Linked DNA regions of Rattus norvegicus: region 1 is linked to region 2. A link is a contact called in public Hi-C data. All regions are on one chromosome and are shown on one strand. The core of a region is the stretch at or near the end of the contact, and the rest is flanking DNA. Distances in the headings are between cores, read along the strand shown. Region 1 has its middle 210 kb from the start of Jade1. Region 2 has its middle 100 kb from the start of Pgrmc2.

Region 1 (3,347 bases), core at 682-3,181, 150 kb before region 2:
GATAACCCTGGTGCCACACCACTACATCAACCTCAAAATAACTCCAAGAGCTTTAAATACTTGCTTTTAAAAACTGAGGCCAAGAGGTTGGAGAGACGGCCGCTGTTTAAGATACTTTTCCTGCTCTGGCAGTGGGTCTGAGTGGGGTTCCCAGCACCAGTGTCAGGGTACACGCAACAGCCCTCGACTGATCCAGGGGATCTGACGCCCTCTTCTGGTATTTCACACTCCTCTTCTCCTGAAGTACTCTTTGAAGATTGAGTATCATGAGTGGCAATGTGGCTGCCCGGAGAGATGAGGCTTAAGACTGCCCCCAACTCCTGGTCTTGGCGTTTAGTTAGTTGTAAGATTTAGACAAGTCAACTAATCTCTTGGACCTCGTTTGTAAAACCATAAAGCCAATAATGCACCTCACACAGGTCGTTAAGAGGACTAGGCTACGTTATTATCTCAAGGCAAGCGTTTCCACAGGAACGGTGCAATCAGAAGGTGTAACAACAGAAGGCAGAGGAGCCAACCCCCCTGGAGATTGGAAAGAATTAAACATTAAACTTAAGACACTCATCATGGATATTAACATTATTACAGTTGCTTAATATTTAATTCTTAGTGTTCTGTAGGGGACCAGACTCTGTGGAGAATGTAAATTTAGGCATCTATGGGCTTCTTGGGTCTCAAAATAAAATGCATACATAGCAAAAACTTCTCACAGACGTGATAGGAGAGCCATTTCCTACAATGGTCTCAGAATGCACTTTCTAACAATATGGACCCTTTCAAAGCGGCCAACAGGGAGCTTCTGTGCTGCTTGACTCCTTTGGGAGTGATGGAAGCATGTTGTGGTAAAGGTTAGTGTGTAGGTCGTGCTGTCTGAGCTGAGCTTTTCTGCTCTAAAGGATGTACTATTGGCAAGGCCAAAAAGCTAGAGTACTGGGAAATTCATCAAAGCTACCCAAGGCAGCCCAGAAACTCCTTAGTTCTTTCAATCGATATTGTGTAGCACAAAAATCTTAGTTAAGGTTTCTCTTGCTATGATAAAACACCATGACCAAAAGCAACTTGGAGGAAAGAAAAGGTTCATTTGGCTTACACTTCCATTACACTTCTATAATTGAGGTAAAGTCAGGGTAGGAAGTCAAGGCAGGAACCTGGAAGCAGGAACCGATGCAGAGGCTGTGGAAGAACTCTGCTTACTGCTTGCTCAGCCTGCCTTCTTATAAACCACAAGACCACATGCCCGGACCCCCCCCCCCCACGCTGGGCCCTCCTAGAATGCCCCAAATGCTCGCCTAAGGGCCAATCTTCTGGAAGAATTTTCTCACGTGCAGTTCTTTTTAATCTGATAGCTCTGGCTTCTGCAAGGTTAAAAAAGGGAAACAAACAAGCAAGCAAGCAAACAACAACAATAACAAACCCACAACCACCACCAGAACAATTGACAACAGAAACCCAGGATAGCCTGTGTTTGGGATATTTTTTTTCCCGTTGAGTTCTCTGTTTTTAGTCTGCTTTTGAGTACTGTCACTGTTAGAGGCTAGGTATCAAAAAGTGTCAAACCCAGGCCAGCCGGCTTGGGGGCTTGTTTGGGAGGAAGGACTATACATCTCACTTTGCATTTATTTTGCTCCCAGCAGGTTTTTCTGTGCTCACATCTCACACAGTGTATGTTTAATTTAGTGAATTGATTGGGCTGCATTGGCAAACACTGCTGAGATGCTAAGAAGGAAAGTCACACTAGAAAAAAGCCTTTCAAGAGCACAGGCAGCTCTTCAAACACTGCTCTTCCTGTTTTTCCAGACGGAAAACAGTGGTGAACAGTGTAGCTAAAATACACATCACTAAAAGTTGGATGGCCACTTCTAACCACTGCAAGAGGCAGCTGCGGGTCCCACATTCTTCAGGGCGTGCCAGCAGAGAGTGAGCATGCTCCGCCCGTCTAGTCATCCAAATTGGACCTGGCGAGCCTGCATCCAGAGGCTGCCACTTGGTTTACACCCTGACTCATCCCTCCTGGAGGATTCCTCTCCTTTTAGCAGGAAAATGGGAGCCAAGAGAACAGCTGGGGCAGGAGGTGATCCCGATGGGAACCAGCTTACGAAAGCCCTGGAGAAGAATGATCGATCTAGTGACTCCCAACCCACGGAGTGATGCTCACATACGGGATGCGATGCTCTCAGACCGGATGTGAGACGCGATGTGGGTCCACAGAGACCTACCTGCTTTACTTAACGTTACTCACAGTGGCCACAGGGGGAGAATCCACAGGCCTGCTGCCCAAGGAACTTCTGAGCTCACAGGCTGTGTCTCCAGTCAACTCCAGCTCAGGTACTTCTCTATGACTTCAACTGTGTCCCAGATGAATTCTCCCCTCTCTTTCACAATTATAAAATTAAAAAAAAGATGTCTTTCTCTTCATTGTCAATATTTCTCCGTGTTTTGCTGACTGCTTATAGCAGCTCACTGCATTCATTTAATAGTCTGTTTCTAACAAAACTGTGAATATATATATATATGCCTTTTAAACTATGAAACACATAAAACTCATTTTATGTATAAAATGCATTGCCTATTGTAATTGATGCATTAATCAGAATTGTGCATATTTTCTTAATGTAACCGTTTATAATCTCAAAAACTATCCAATGGCTATCAGTCAAATAACTATCAGAGCTTTTGTTAATATATGAAAAAATGATAACCTCATTACGTTCCTTGTTAGCTTTTTTAATGAGACTGAATTAATATATAGCTTTGCTTGTAAATTCATCACTTATTATAAACAGATACATGATTGAATTTCCAAAATATTTTGTACAGGGAAAGCACTCAGCCAGTCCTTGGCCTACAGCTTCCATGAAGATTTTCACTATCTCAGAAATGATGACTATAGAGTGACTATAAATAGTGTTAGGCTTAAATACAGTAGTTAAACATTTTCTGCTTAGTTCTTTTTGCTCAGGTTTACAATTTAGTGAAAGAACTGCGACAAACCCTCTGCTGGAAAGACTTTTACCAGGAAACGTCCTCTATTCTGTCAGAAAGGAACAATTAGTCAAAAGCCTTGTAGTTCACTCGCTTCTTAAGAGACTTCTGTGTAATCTGGCCCTGTCTGTAAGTGTCTGAGATCAGCTAAATCCTGTGGCACATTGTTTGATGGCCCCAGGCAGAAAGCCACAGCATCCCTCTAGTAATGTCGACTGACCTTTTGACATTCAAATAGCAGCAGCCTTGAGGATATTTTTCCCCTCTCTGTATCCCTGGAAAACTAAAGACATAAGGCTTGAGGTGAGAAATACTTAAAGACTTTTATACAACAAGTGGATCATTTATTTCGTAACATTGTTTCA
Region 2 (3,495 bases), core at 158-2,657:
ATCACAGAGCCTGGTGGCCTACCTCACTAAGCAGGGAATGGGGGTGGGGGATGAGTCTGGTTGGCAGCAAAAGAGTTGGGAAATGGTGAGTGAAAGGGAAGAAACATCATTTTATGATGTATGACTGGCAAAGAATAAATCCCCCTTTAATGCACTTTGAGAAACTCATATAGGTTGAAATAACTTTGGGGTTATTTTTGTTCTAGGCTGGGCTCGTCTACAAGGCATTCTCTGCAGTGATTGGACAATTCGAGCTGTCAGTGTGTTTAGAATTATACCTACCACTAGCTAAGGCAATGACACCTTTCCAGCTTGGGAAACCTGTCTATTGATGTGAACCACTTTACCACACCCTTCTAATATAATCCACAAGAGCCAACTCAGATTCGCAGAGGGTAATTACACTCATTTACAAGGACTCCATAAAACTAACTCGCATGTTATGAGCTTACTATTCCCCAGACATAGTGAAAAAATGCTTTAAATCTGGGTGTTCACATACTTAGTAACAAACGCATTTTTATCTCACTCTGTCTCACTTCAGAAAGATTAAGATCTGTAGAATAATAACACACAGTAGCATCATGGAAAACGAGAGGCGGTTTCTGAAATGGCAGGCATGTAAACAGAGTCGCACATGTGGTCAAAAACATCTTCCAGTGACGTGCACAGTCGATGCTGACGGACCACACGTTTGGCTCTGGGCTTCCTAGCAGCTGCTTTAAAGAAGAGAAAACAGTCACTTGTGTAAATCACCAGGTCCATGAGGTGAAAGTGCAGGAGAGAAAAATGACTGCTTTCCGGTACGATGGGCAAATGAAGAGAGGACACAGGAATAACGAAAGCAGCATTCTATAACAGTTCCAAGAGCAAGCCTCACGTGCTATGACTTAGAGTGACTGACATTGACAGCAGGTCTGCTTATAACCTGTACAGGGATATTACTGTCCAGTTTGATCAATGAGGTGTTTGAGGTTCAGAGTGTTAGCTGGCTTGCCCATACACATCAGTGAGGCTCACACTGGGATTTATGCAGCACCACCTGACCCAGGAGGCTGAAACTCTCTGCATTTCTCATGCAGTGCCAACACACATAATGTGAGGAATCTTCCCCACCCCCATCCACAGTTACTCTCCTCGGCCTTTGTATATATACACATTTCCCCTTCAAAACCTTGGACAATGGGACTCTGAGGGAACAAAATTATAAGCCTTTGTTATAAGAGAAAATACCCCCTTAACTTTGGGGTGCCCTCTGTTCTAGCACCCATGTAGTCTCAGTGTTGGTTAAAGCAGAACAGGAGCTGGTAAGTTCCAGCCTGCAGAAACAGCTGCCCCTGTGGGTGGTGCCAAGAGCCCCTGGTCTTCCCAGCTGGTCTCCCACAACTGGCAGGTGATGTCATCTCTGGCAGGAAAGTGTGCTCATGGGAAGAGGAATGGAAAGGCAGGGTGGGAGGGCAGACTAGGTCACACTAAAGGGACTAAGTGGCAAACCCAAGGATCAGGGATTCGTTTCTCATAGTCAGCAGCCCATAGCTAGGGCACCAAGCCAAGGAGGCCCACCCGTGGGGCAGGAACAGCTAGCTAGGAGCACAGAGCCTTCCAAGGATGCGTTTGCACCCCCATGCCAGACCTCTTGAATAAGGATCCCAGGTCAGGCTGACCTCAGAGGCAGAAAACTAAAACCTGAGTCAAGATCAGTTCTTCACACTCCGTAGTATTTATTAAGACCTCTTAAATATCAGACTCCAAGCTAGCCACAGATGACAGGGATATACACAGACAAGATCTGGTACTTAAGCGCGCAGTTCACCAGAGGAGACAGAAGTGAAGAAATATACACAGAAACACACGTAAATTTACTGACATTTCCCCTTGCCCAGAACCCAAGCTGTCTGCCGCAGCTGCATCCTCTGAATCCCCCAGCTCCTGAGAAACTCAGTGCTAGCCATCAAAAGGAGTCGTGTTTAGTAAGGCAGAACCCGAAAGGAGGAAAGCGCCCTCTGGTGGCCCTCTGAGTAGTGGCAACTGCAAGAGCCCCAGTTCTGCATATGGGGGAAGGTGGCTCCAGGTTGGTGGCCAAAGCAATTGCTCTCAGAGTAGCCAGGAGCGGAGAGGATTCTGCTCTGCTTGAAGTGTCAAGTCAATTTCATTCTTCCTTGGGTCTTTTGGTTTGGGGGTCATGTGTCTGAACAGTTGTCACCATTCTCGTCTGTGCTATCACGTGACAGGTTCTACATCCAGGCTTTGCTAAGTTCCTGTAACTCTAGCACACGGAAGACGCAGCGGAGAAACACTCAGCACACATATGTCTGTGAAGCAAACGAGCTACACTATCCCAACCAGCCCAGCTGTGCCCGCTTTTTTATTTTTTTATTTTTTGTAGGATCTTGGGAGCAGGACAAATAATCACACTCCCGACGTCTCTGAAGCCTCTGAAAATAAACTAGTTCTTAAAATATTTAAATATAATCTATGTCCTTCCTAAGAGCCTCTGTGAAAATAATATTCATAAGGGGTAAACTTTGTGCTTGGAGCTAAGCCTGGTATGGCTTAATTTGCAATAGAATAACATGTAAATTTATGATAATAAACTATATTATTTAAATGAAATTATAAAAATAAGAGAAGCTCACTCATATTCAGTTTTCATGAATGCTGACACCTCTTGAAGAACATGGCAGCATGATTTGTATTCTGGCCTGGGTTGGAGCGTGATCCACGGGAATCCGGGAATGTTGGCTGGAAGCGTGGACACAAGAAGCCCAGGCAAATCCCCTCGTGGTATATTTAGCATTTCCGGCACATCTTGACCCAAGAAACCATGAAAGAATCCACTCGGTACAGGCACCTGTGTGAGGGGGCTGATAAAATCACTCAACAGCAGTTCTCTCAGAGGCTGTGAGGGCTGCAGTGTGGATCGAGAGGAAGCAGAAAGGGAGTGAGTTTGAGGGTATGATGGGGGATCGAGTAGAAGAAAGCACAAGGAAGAGCATCAAGAACTGTTTGCCGTGGCTGCTTAATGTATGCGAATGTAAACAGACCCGCCAGTAGTGTCCAGAGGAAGCTTTCATTTTGAGACGTGTTGATTCTGCCTCTAACTGAAGCTTGTGAAATTCTCTCCTGAATGAAGAAATGGCAGGGACCATGAAGCACAACTGCCAACGATTTAGTACATCTGAGTTGGAAGACAGCAGCAACACACAGGCAAAGAGATGGTTGGCTGAGTCCCTCCTCAGAAGCGTGGGCCCTCACTGGATTCCACCTGTGGAGAGCCAAGAGTTTCTCTGTCCATGGTATCTGGCTGAGTCCGGGGTGTCAACCCTAGCACCTGTGTCTGGGAGGTAGTTGCCAGGGGCTGACACTGGCCAGGGAAATGGCTCCAGTCACCTCCAGATGACAGTCACCAATCCTCGTCATTCATAATTCTGGATTGTGCCTTTGAGGCTCTCTGGCGGCGATAAGCCGGCATGACTCCAGGCATCGCCCTGGCAA

Evidence for each region. A called contact is a pair of places that touch in the nucleus more often than the background predicts.
Region 1: a contact with region 2 is called in a Hi-C map of the A7r5 cell line, with 5 times the contacts expected there. The contact joins two enhancer-like sites. A contact is called at or near these places in 3 of 12 Hi-C or Micro-C datasets (the A7r5 cell line, the Rat2 cell line and psoas muscle).

What each region holds. Positions count from the first base shown.
Region 1 is chr2:126,261,990-126,265,336 of GRCr8, reverse strand. No RefSeq gene overlaps it. Among named protein-coding and RNA genes, the nearest start is that of Jade1, 210 kb to the left of the region's middle. Within about 2 kb of position 1,931, at least 11 of the 93 cell types and tissues checked have an H3K27ac peak or open chromatin away from gene starts, as enhancers often do. A contact at or near this core is called in the A7r5 cell line, where this site is marked.
Region 2 is chr2:126,113,878-126,117,372 of GRCr8, reverse strand. No RefSeq gene overlaps it. Among named protein-coding and RNA genes, the nearest start is that of Pgrmc2, 100 kb to the right of the region's middle. Within about 2 kb of position 1,407, at least 11 of the 93 cell types and tissues checked have an H3K27ac peak or open chromatin away from gene starts, as enhancers often do. A contact at or near this core is called in the A7r5 cell line, where this site is marked.